Regions from separate parts of the Gossypium arboreum genome. Here all the other regions are linked to region 2. Evidence: chromatin contacts called from public Hi-C data. All regions are on one chromosome and are shown on one strand. Each heading gives the region's core, a stretch centred on a gene start, on an enhancer-like site or on the middle of the called end of the contact. The rest is flanking DNA. Distances are from core to core; before and after follow the strand shown.

The links. A called contact is a pair of places that touch in the nucleus more often than the background predicts.
Region 1: a contact with region 2 is called in a Hi-C map of leaf, with 4 times the contacts expected there. The contact joins two enhancer-like sites. A contact is called at or near these places in 2 of 5 Hi-C or Micro-C datasets (both in leaf).
Region 3: a Hi-C map of leaf shows a contact between it and region 2, with 2.4 times the contacts expected there. The contact joins the promoter of LOC108486133 here to the enhancer-like site in region 2. A contact is called at or near these places in 2 of 5 Hi-C or Micro-C datasets (both in leaf).

The regions. Positions count from the first base shown.
Region 1 is chr2:28,440,018-28,443,969 of ASM2569848v2, reverse strand. No RefSeq gene overlaps it. Among protein-coding and RNA genes, the nearest start is that of LOC108466410, 6.5 kb to the left of the region's middle. Within about 2 kb of position 1,374, at least 2 of the 2 cell types and tissues checked have an H3K27ac peak or open chromatin away from gene starts, as enhancers often do. A contact at or near this core is called in leaf, where this site is marked.
Region 2 is chr2:28,272,528-28,276,503 of ASM2569848v2, reverse strand. No RefSeq gene overlaps it. Among protein-coding and RNA genes, the nearest start is that of LOC108466411, 52 kb to the left of the region's middle. Within about 2 kb of position 2,718, at least 2 of the 2 cell types and tissues checked have an H3K27ac peak or open chromatin away from gene starts, as enhancers often do. A contact at or near this core is called in leaf, where this site is marked.
Region 3 is chr2:28,047,046-28,050,816 of ASM2569848v2, reverse strand. It overlaps LOC108486133 (lysM domain receptor-like kinase 3), which reads left to right and starts at 2,425. Exons shown (of 11, transcript XM_017789976.2): 1 at 2,425-3,742. The coding sequence starts at 3,127.

The DNA of each region.
Region 1 (3,952 bases), core at 125-2,624, 170 kb before region 2:
ACCAGATTCTTATTCAAGATATGGAAAACAATATGGTTCTGAAGCTTTTGGGACCTAACATTGGATACTCGGTGTTACATAATAAAATTTACAGTTTATGGAAGCCATCGTCCCCGTTCCAGTTGATGGATATTGAGAATGGCTACTTCTTGGCTAAATTTCAAAAACAAAATGGATTGTGAAAAGGTGCTCTCAGAAGGACCTTGGATCATTTTTGGATAATACCTGACAGTTAGACCTTGGTCAATATCTTTTAACCCAGCACAAACATTTCCTAGTGTCGTAATCTCGTGGATAAGACTTTCGGGCTTACCAGGATAATTTTACGAGGAAAATTCTGACAGAAATAGAGGGTTAATTGAAAAGATTGCCCAACTGGATATGAACACAGACAATAGGATTAGAGGTCAATTCGTCCGTATGGCTGTGTATGTTACCTTGGATAAACCGTTGGCGTCCCAAGTCTTAATCAACGGGAAAATATAGAGGGTCGAGTACGAACTCTTACCAACGGTCTGTTTCCACTATGGATAGTTTGGTCATGTAAAAGAAATTTGTCCTTTTAGGGTCCCTGAACCCAATTCTGGAAGAACGATGCCTTCATCAGAATCTTTGACGGAGGCTGTGAGCATGGTTGTCGATGAAACGGGGGAGAAAAGCGATGGTTACGACCCGTGGATGTTGGTGGAAAAGAGATCCCGCAAGAAATCAAGGGATTCAGCGAACTCAGGGTCTAGAATTACGGAAAAGAAAAATGAAGGTTCCCGTCTTATGGCATTGATAGAAAAGGAAAGTAACGTTGTCATTAAATCTGGGAAGAACGAGGAAATTCAGGATACACGACAAAGAAAGGGGAAAGAAACAGTAATTGAAGGAAACCAAGGTGCTGGGGCTGGTATGTATAATGTGAGCCACTTTAGTAGCCGAAGTAGAGACACAATTAATGTGTTGGGTCTTAAAAATGTGGCAGGCCCTTCGAAGTCCTCTAATAATGCTGGTGGGTTAGATAATGGGCTGGTTTCGTCTAGCAACCTGGTAATTGACCCAAGAACAACTTTTAATGGGGCATTCAAAGGCCTAAGGGGAAGTAGCTTGCTGAAAGATAGCACATCGGGACAAGAAAACAGGTCGAATAGTGGGCCGGGTGAGAACAAAATAATGGCTGTGCCAGACCGGGTTATGGAAGTATCTGGTAAGCTTATCAGAAACCTGGTTGCTTATGGAAATCAAGGTCGGATCGCGGATGGTGGAAACGATGGTTCGGACTCTCATTCGCACATAGCTGGTGATGGAAATAAATCGGAGAATATGGAATAGGCGAGGCTTCCGTCGGAAAGAGTTGTTGACGTCACGGTCTCTAATGCGGGTGATGGCCTCGATTCCCGCAGGCATTCGATGGTCACTTTCAAAGAACCACAAAGAGCATTCACCAGTAACTAAAGGGAAGGGACCTCCGACGTGAGTTCGCGGAAAAGAAAAGATCGGGTTGCAGGGAAATTTTCAGGGGAGAAACATGGGGGTTCACGTCTTTCAAAATCACTCAACAAAATTAATCTTAGAAAGGGTAACAGATTCAAAATGGTGGGAGACTCCAAGGTTTTGTTGTAGGAATTAGTGGCCCATTTGGCGGAATCCATTTCTTCTCAGTCCACGAAAGCTTTGGGTTTAGGTGGCCCAACACTAAAGATCGGGCAACAGGATAAGGGAGAATTCCCTAAACAGTAAGGTTTTGGTGGTTTTATTTTTATTATTTGTCTATATTAATTTATATAGATTTAAATCTGACGATTTTTTCGTAGAATTGTCAAGGTTGCGCTAGCAGTAAATTTATTCGTGTTTTTCGTGAATATAATATCGAATATGGTTCGGATATTGTGTGCTTGTTAGAGCCGATATTAAGTGGTAATAGGCTAATTTTATCATTGAAAAATTGGATTTTTTAATTTTCACCAAGTTGAAGCTGTTGGATTTTCAAGAGGAATTTGGGTGGGTTGGAAGGAATCTATTCGGATTTGAATTATCCAAAATCACCCATAGTTCATTCTTCTTTGTGTATCTGGTAACGTTTATACTAATATCATTTTTATATCTTTTGTTTATGGTAGTCCAGACAGGAGGAAAAATAAGGTACTTTGGGAAGCTTTGAAAGTTGCTTTACCTCATGATTCTTTTCCATGTTTAATTATGGGTGACTTTAATATTATTCTATCACCTAACAATAAAAAAAAGTATTTATGCCATAGGGAAGAGATGTAATTTTTTTTGGAAAATTTGTAGATTCTTGTAATTTGCAGGATTCAGGATTCATTGGCCTATCCTTTACTTGGCAAAAAGCTGACATGTTGAAGAGATTGGATCGAGCATTGGCAAATGATTCATGGATTTTGGCTTTCCCACAATGCATTGTTTCTTATCTACCGAGGATTAAGTCTGATCATAGGCCCATTCTCTTAACGACTAATCTGAATATTAGCTTGGCTACAGTGAGACCTTTTAGGTTCTTAACAGGTTGGACGAAGCATGCTAATTTTCCCTCCTTGGTGAAAGATAAGTGGTAATTCTTGGGTAATATAGCTAGTTCTCTTTCTGAATTTACTTCTCATGTTAAAGAATAGAACATGTCTGTTTATGGTTTTACAGGCTCTCGTAAAAAACGTCTTATGAGATTGCTCTCTACTATCCAAAAGGACTTGGATCATTCTATCTCTACTTGGTTAATTCAATTAGAGATTGATGTGCGGGATGAGTTGGAAAATTTTATAAATCACTAGGAACTTCTTTGGAGGCAAAAAGTTAGGTGTGACTAGCTCTAGTTTAGGGATTGCAACACCAAATTTTTTCATAATCGAACGGTCTAAAGAAGGAAATTTAACTGTATCACGACCTTACGCATTGATAATGGTGAGTGGTGCTCTGATCAGAACGTCCTTAAAAATGGGGCAACTAGTTTTTTCCTAGAAGCTTTATGGGGAAAGACCAAAGCCCATGAAGGATCTTCCGGCCAACATTTTTCCTCGCCTCAAGACCCAAGACATTGAGTTTTTGGAAAAGTCAGTGTCAAATGAAGAAATTAAGAAAGCCTTATTCAACCTGGATCCCTTGGAAGCTCCGGGAAGCAATGGATTTCAAGCGCATTTTTTCAAGAGTCAGTGGGATATTGTAGGAAATGCAGTTTGTGAATGGGTATAAGGAGTCTTAATTGGTAGCATTATTGACCCGGAACAGAATAACTCTTTGTTAGTGTTTATTTCGAAAAATGAAAGCTTAGAGGAATTCAACGAATTCTGCCCTACTAATTTTTGTTTAGTAATGTATAAATTGGTAATGAAAATTATCGCTAATAGATTTAAATTGGTTTTTCCTAACTTTATCTTGCAAGAACAAGCTGGTTTCATTGCAACGCGTAACATCTCAAGTAATGTTATCATAGCACGAGAAGTCATACATTCTATGCGGAAAAAATGAGATGGCAAAAAAATGGATGGCGATCAAGTTGGATTTAGGGAAGGCTTATGATAAAGTGAGTTAGGAATTTATCGGTCTTCACTATAGGCTGCGAGGGTCCCGATTTTTTTCAGTTTAGTAATCATGAGGGCAATCTCATCTTCAACTATGCAAATTCTCTAGAATGGAATTCCCAACCAAAAATTCAAGCCATCTAGAAGGATCAAACAAGGTTGTCCATTGTCATGTTACCTTTTTGTGCTTTGCATAGAATGATTAGGGCACATTATTTATGCGAAAATTGATAAAGGTAAGTGGTGTCAAATTCATTTTTTAATATCAGGTCCCACTTTATCTCATCTCTTTTTTTGTAGATAATTTGGTCATTTTTTGTAAAGCGGAATTGGATCAAGCTTAATTATTAGCGGACATCTTGAATCACTTTTGTGCTTTCTCTGGACACAAAGTCAGTACTCGAAAAAACAATATTTATTTTTCTAAAAGAGCT
Region 2 (3,976 bases), core at 1,469-3,968:
CAATATATATTTCATCTTATTCTTATACCAATTCATCAATAATAACTCACTTATCCTATTTTGATCATATTTACACTTAGTCCTTAAACTTTTCAATATTTGCAATTTAATCCTTTTGTCACGTTTTCACTTATAAAATTCTTTTCATAGATTTCCATCTCAATTATCAACTTATCTTTTATAAAATTCTTTTCATAGATTTCCATCTCAATTATCAACTTATCTTTTATAAGATTCCTTTAATCTGACTCATTTTTCAATTTTTCTCACCAATCCATTATCTCTATCGCCGGAATAGTGCTATGTGTCTAACTAGAAATTTTGTAATGTTACTAATGCTATTTATATTAATGTTTATATTATTAAAATATTAATATTTATTTATATTTTGAAACATTTATTTTAAAAATTTATAAATTATAATCTATACATTTATTATTAAAATAGTATTATAAAACTTTTCCCAATAAAATATTAGTTTTATAATATTTTAAATAACTTTATCAAAATAATAGTTAGTATTAATTATATTAATAATTTATTATCTATTATTAATATAAAGAATACTATATTATAAATTATTAACAGATAGATATGTATGTTCACTAATATTGAAAACTATAATATTAAAATAATTCTTAAATATTTTAAATAATTTTATTTTAATATGTTTTAAATAATTTTAAAATTAAAATATATTATTAATATAATTTATTTAGCTCGATTCATGTTACATATAATGAGTTATTTTATGAAAAATTAGCTTTATTTTTGTTGACCAATAAATCATTTTTAAATTTTCTTTTGGGTAAAACTAGCATGAGAAAATATTAAATATTATTCAAAATGATTTTTTTCAAAAGAACACATTATTATTTAGAATAATGCTAAATTTAGCTCCTAACGTTTATCTTTTTTTCACTTTAGTGCATATTATTATTTTTGGATCACTTTGACAAGAAAAACCTTTAAAATTTAAGTCAAAATAATTTTTGGATGAAAAATTAACCGAACTAATAAAATTTTAACAAAACTAACGTGGAAATTCACATGGTAATTCACGTGTGACTTTATAAAAATTAAAAATATATTAAAATTCAAAAAATTCATATAACTTTTTTAAAAAAATTATCAATGTCGCAATAAAGTACACATATGTGCCATTAAAATTTTAACAATTTAATCAATTTTTCTGAAAAAATAATTAGACTAAATTTAAAGGTTAAAGGTTAAAGTGATTAAAAAAAGTCCAAAATGATAAAAGAAGTAAATGTTAAGGGACTGAAATTAATTTTCTGCCTTACTATGATTAGTTTAAAACGAGGAAAGGAATCTCATTACTTGTTCAAGCCCAAACATTTGGGCTTAAATGGCCTTAAATAACATGAGATTCGAAGAAGCCCAAAATAGTGCAGTGAGATGGTTCTTTCATTAAGGCTCCCGCCAAAGCACCATCCACCCCATTTTGCACCCAAACTCAAGAATAAGTGAATCGCTGTGGAGATTTCAACTGCTAATTTACTACTATATATTATTTTTATTTATTTTAAATAATTTATAATTGATCTCATGAGTAAATACGAAGAAAATTACAAAAAAAAATTAAAAATTAAAATCTATACTATTAATAAAATTTCTGTCAAAGTTGGCATCATGAGTTGGTATCATGAGTTAACCATGTACAAAATCGGTTAGGAAATGACTAATATACATTTTTATTAAATGACTAGTATTATTATTTTCATGACCTTTTATCTTTTCATACTATTTTATAGTTTTAGAATAAAAGAACTAAAATTAATATGTCTAGAAATTAAACCTATGTTTAATGACTTTAAGAACAAATTCTTTACCACTATACTATTAATAATTCTTAAATAAACTTAAAAAATAAACTTTTAATATAAAACTTAAAAAAATAAAATTTTAATATAAAATGTTTTTCTCACCAAATTTGTGTTTCTATACTATTATTTAAGTTTTTAACTAAGTTGGTGTCACGAGTTAACCAAGCACCAACTCGGTTAGAAAAATTACGAAAATGTCATTTCTTAATTGAAATAAGTTATATTATTTGAGGACATTTTAGTCTTTTTATTTCAATAAAGACCAATAAAAATATACATATGATGAGATTTAAACCAGTGCCAATTATATTAGTAAAACCTTAAATCTACCACTTAACCAAAACATTATTTTAAGGTATAATTGTAAAAAAAAAAACCTCAACGTTTGGGGGTTTTGGTTTTGTGCCTTTGACCTTTTTATTTTTTGATTAATACCCTCAACATTATAATTTTTTTTAAGAAATCAACCCAGTTTTAACGGTCAACATAATAGCCCATGTAGCATGCCACATAAGCACATGACGTGATAGATGAAGTCATCTATTTAACAAAATTTTCTCTCATTTTCTTTCTTAATTTTCATTTTTAGATTGAGGAAAACTAAAAGAACCAAAAGGAAATTAACAGATTAGTAGTAAACCGTTTGATCTCGCTGCAAATTTCAATTCTAAAACTGAAAAATTAGGGTTTCTTTTTTTTCTTCGGATTTCTTTGATTTCATTTTTCATTTTATTTTATAAAAGAAAATGAACGATCAGGCTCAGATGATGAATCATCCACCACAAATGATGATGAACACAGTTCAGGTCCAAGTTTCAGTTTAGCCGCAGATGATGAATCGGTCTCATTAGTTGATGGCGTCGGCGGCCAACTCTCAGGCGATGAATCAATTGGAGGTGTCTCAGTCGCAGCCTATAAACTCCAGTCCTCAGATGATGACTCAACCACCACCTCTGATGATGTTGAATCGAAGCTACAAGCTTTGGCAATCTTAGGACCCAAACCAAAACCCTAACCCTAACCCTAACAAGAAATTCTCTTTTTTCAATCGTAATAACAATTGGAAGGGAAAAAAGTTTCATTCAGTAAAAATTCTTGGAAGTTCAAGAATTAGCCTTTAACCATGGGTTCTGTTTCTGCTATTTCTTCTGTTTCCACTGCTTCCGGTAGTAATACTCAAGGATATAAACCTTCAACTCTTAAGGAGCTTCAAAATCAGAATATGTTAAAAGCCAAAAAATTCTATGGCAACAAGAAGAAATTCAATAATAGCAACAACTGTTTTGCTCCTTACACTCCACGGAGTACGACTTCGTTTATAATCCAAGCGAAAAAGTCAGGTGGAATAGCATCTTTAATGTCGCCATGTCCTGTGACGCCCGCTGTTCTTCCTACGCCAATATTTTCACCATCAAAGGAGGTTTTAAGTGATATGACCAAGGAAGAATAGGGTGTGGATGGTTATGGGTCGATGAAAGGGTTGATTCTTGTAGATGAAATGAGTCAATCATATGTTTTGGAGAAGAAAAATGGTGTTTGACAAGAGAGAAAATAAGAGGAAAAAAATGGGCAGCAACCATGTGTTTTGAAGAAAAAAGTGGTGTTTGGCAAGATAGAAAATGAGAGAAAAAATTTTGTTAAATAGATGGCGTCATCTATGACGTCGTGCACTTATGTGGCATGCCACATGAGTTATTATGTTGACCTACATCTTGATTAACGGTCAACATGAGTTGACCATTAAAACTGGGCTGATTTCTTAAAAAATCGTGATGTTGAGGGTGTCAATCAAAAATTAAAAAGATCAAGGGCACAAAACCAAAAGCCCCCAAACGTTGAGGGTTTTTTTTTTTTGCAATTATGCATTATTTTAATTAGTTTATACACTTATTTTAATATGCACATTTTTTATCTTATTATCTTCATCGGTTATATATTTATCTATATAATATTATTTAAGTTGATAGAGTTGGTGTCACAAGTTAATTGGACACCAACTCGGTTAAAAAATTACAAAAATGTCTTTCTATAATTAAAATGAGTTATATTATTTGAAAACATTTTAATCTTTTCAGTTTAATAAAAATCAATAAAAATATTCATATAGTGAGATTTGAATCTATACCAAT
Region 3 (3,771 bases), core at 1,176-3,675, 230 kb after region 2:
ACTTGTCTAAAAGAGTTCATACTAAGCTCATATTCTATTTAAATTCCCTCCATCACTAAGAAAGCCAAATTTTCCATTGCATTATCGATGTTTTTGCCTAAATCTGACAACAATTCTCTAAATACTCCTAAATCAACACTAGTGATTTTCAACACATTGTGCGAATCAGCTCCAACATCATATCTTGTATCAACAAAAGTTTTTTTTTGTAAGGTATAATGACTTATTTTACCTTTCATCTTAAGAAAAAAATGTAATTTTAGTCATTTGTTTAATTTTGTCTCTTTTAGTCCTTAAATTTTAGTTGTTTATTAAATCACTTCAAACTGAATAAAAAAGTTGATGTATGTTAACACTAGTTATGCCACGTGTATATGTATGTCACGTCAGTAAAGTTAACTGATGTTAATTTTTTCATATATTTTAGATTGATTTGACGAATAATGCAAGTTTAAGAGTTAAAAGAGATAAAAAAAAATAGAGAGTTAAAATAATTTTTTATAAAATTAAAAATTAAATAAATCATTATACATTTTTATAATATTGGAGAAATAAAACAAAAAAGGAAAGGATCTTAGTTTAATAAATGAAAACAAGTTAATTTATGGCTGTGTGTGGGGGATCTTTTGGCGTTTGCTCCAGGTTACGTCTCTCTGTCTCTCCCACCTTATATTATTACTATTATTATCTTTTTCTTGTGTTAATTATGGGTTTACAGTTGTCGCTTGTCCACGTGCGGGCCTACCAAGTCAAACCTTACTCCCCGATTATTCCACTCCCTTCAAAAAATCGAGTTGAAGCCAAAGGTCTTTTTAATTTCTTTTTAAAACTAATATCCCACTTCAATTATAAAATCTTTGTTAAGCAATTGGAGGGTAAAAGAAGTCAAACAAATTCAAAGGTTTTATCACCAAACTTTTTTAAAAAAAAAAATACAACCATTAATTGTAAGTAAATGTCGCTCGTTCGATCTCTTTCTATATATTCTTCTTTAGAAATATATTCAAATGTCCAATTTTAACCTTCTTTAAAAGATAATAAATAAATTTAATTACAGTCAATTTAGAAAATATTAATTTTGAAATTTAAATAATAGACAATATTTATTTTTAAACAATTAGAATTTAAGCACCTTATTATCTATAATATAGAATATAGATGATACCAACAATATATTATAATGGAAGGTTATATTAATCATTCGAAAGGATAGCAAATTAATGGTCAAATTGAGTCAAACCTTACAAGCGAAGGTGTTTGAAATGTGCAACGATTGACTTCGACAACGTGAAAGTGTGGATAAGTGAGGTAAGTAAGGCGATCAGTTTGGGAAATGATCGGCGATCAATCTTATAAAAATGGCGCCTAATTGCGGGGCCCAACCAACTATCTTTCTCAATTCCAGCTCTTCACAACTTGTGCCAATCCTTTTCCCAACACTCAATGCCCCGTGAATTTTATTTCCCAATTTACCCTTCCAATCCTTTTGAGTGTTTCTTGTGTGTGAGAGAGATTTATGTATTTTGTTATATCATATTTGTATCTTGTAAATAATAAAAAAGAAATGTAAGATAAAAGTTTTATAAAAGATTCGAAAATTTTAAGATTAGATTTTTAAAATATTTTTATAATGTTTTATTTAAAATGATGTTACATAAAATTTAATATATAATTTAATAGTTAAATTAACAATTTTAATAATAAAAGAATCTAATTAATATAACCGAGATGCTTTAAGAATTTTATTAGAATAATTTAAAATTTAGAAATTAATTTAGAATAAAAGTGGGTTTAAAAATATTTAGTGAAAGTACTACATTTTTAATACCATTTCTGAAGTATTCCGTAGACAATTGCAAAATGCACTTTGAATGAAAGAAATTCAGTTGATTTGACAATAAATTTAATAAATACTTTTTATTCTTTTTAGTTGAATCATAGAAATTTAAGTATTTTTTCGAAATTTTACTGCATTTTATATTATCCTCATTTTTAAAATATATAAATTTGATTTAGTTTATATTTTTATTTTTATTGACTTGGTATAGTAAGATAATTAAGCATTAATTCAGTTATTAGAATAAATTTTCATATGTAAATGAAATTATTATAAATTATTAAAATTTTAATCATAATAAATTTTAAACATAAAACACAAATATATTAAACAATTAACTTCATCAATATAATCAAGAATTAACACATATCATGAGTATTGTATTAATTTTCTATTCATATAAATATATGTATGTGTGCCGGAGCAAAGTCTGAAAATTTGAGAAAGATTCGATTTTAATAATATATTTTTACGATAATAAAAAATATAATTTTATTATTTTAATAATTTATAATTTTTTATAATTAAACTTAATTAAAATGGACAAACTTTGTTAGAAATAAAAAAAACGAAAATATTCAAGGAAAGGTGGGCAGGGCAGGGCAGTGCGGGGCAGCAAATAGCTATGAAAGTGGATGGGGATGGCTTCCTGTTTGTATGTATTTGAGACTCCCTTTCCCTTTTTACAGTGAAGGACTGAATTAAGGAGTTACCAACCGCAACAGAGGGAAAAAAAGAAAAAGAAAAATAAAAACAGTCGAACATGCTCTGTTTAGAGTCATCTCATTCCTTTCTACTTGTGTCCTTCAAACCTCCTTAAAATTTGAAGCTTAAATCCCCACCTTCCATTTTTGCTTAGCAAAAATCTCACTTTCATTTTCCCTCTAATCTTCCAATATATTTTCTTTGAGCTTCTTTTTTTACTACCATCTATCTAAATCTACCATTTTCTTTAACCTCTTCAAGGAAAAGAAATAGTAAAAGCCAGGATTTTCGTGAACTTAGCTCTAGTTTCTTCACTGACCCTTTGCTTCTCTTTGTCTGATTTTGTTTTAGATTCATACTTCTTGCTCATCATTTACAGCAAAAGCTAAACCTTGCTCAAACTTTTATCAAGTCTAATTTATGTTTGATCTAGTTTTCTCTCTATCTAGTCCTAAACTTTTTTGTGTTAACCCTTTTAGGCCGAGTTGTTTGATCAAACTCTATTTTTTATCTATTTTTTGCACTTAATTTTAGCTCAAAGTTTCAAACTTTTCTTTTTTTTTTTTTTGTTAGAAACAAGAAAAATGGATCCTAAGGTTTCACAATTTGGGATTCTTCTACCATTAATCTTTCTTCTTATTGTTCAAACCCTCAATGCCTTGGATTCTTCTTCTGCTACAATACCCATGAATTGTACGGACACATCAAGATTATGCACATCTTTTTTGGCTTTTAAGCCGCAGGGAAACCAAAGTCTAGCAGTGATCCAGAGCATGTTTGATGTGATACCACAAGACATTACAGTTGAAGGAGAGGACAGCCATGGCTACATATTCATAAAAAAGAACTGTTCTTGCTTGACATCCTCCAAGAATTATGCAACAAACACAACCTTTACAGTGAGATCAAATCAAGGGTATGTTTATGACATGATTTTAGAGGCTTATGATAGGCTTGCAATGGTTCCAAATGTTAGCAGGCCGGCAAGGATTGGAGCTGTGGTGTCTTTGAGGCTGTTTTGTGGGTGTTCAAGTAGTTTGTGGAACTACTTGATGAGTTATGTGATGAAAGATGGGGACAGTGTGCAATCTTTAGCTAGTAGATTTGGGGTTAGCATGGATAGTATTGAGCAAGTTAATGGGATTTCAAATCCTGATAATGTCACTGTTGGTGCTTTGTACTATATTCCCTTGAATTCAGGTTTGCCTCAAAAATCATTTAATTTTTTC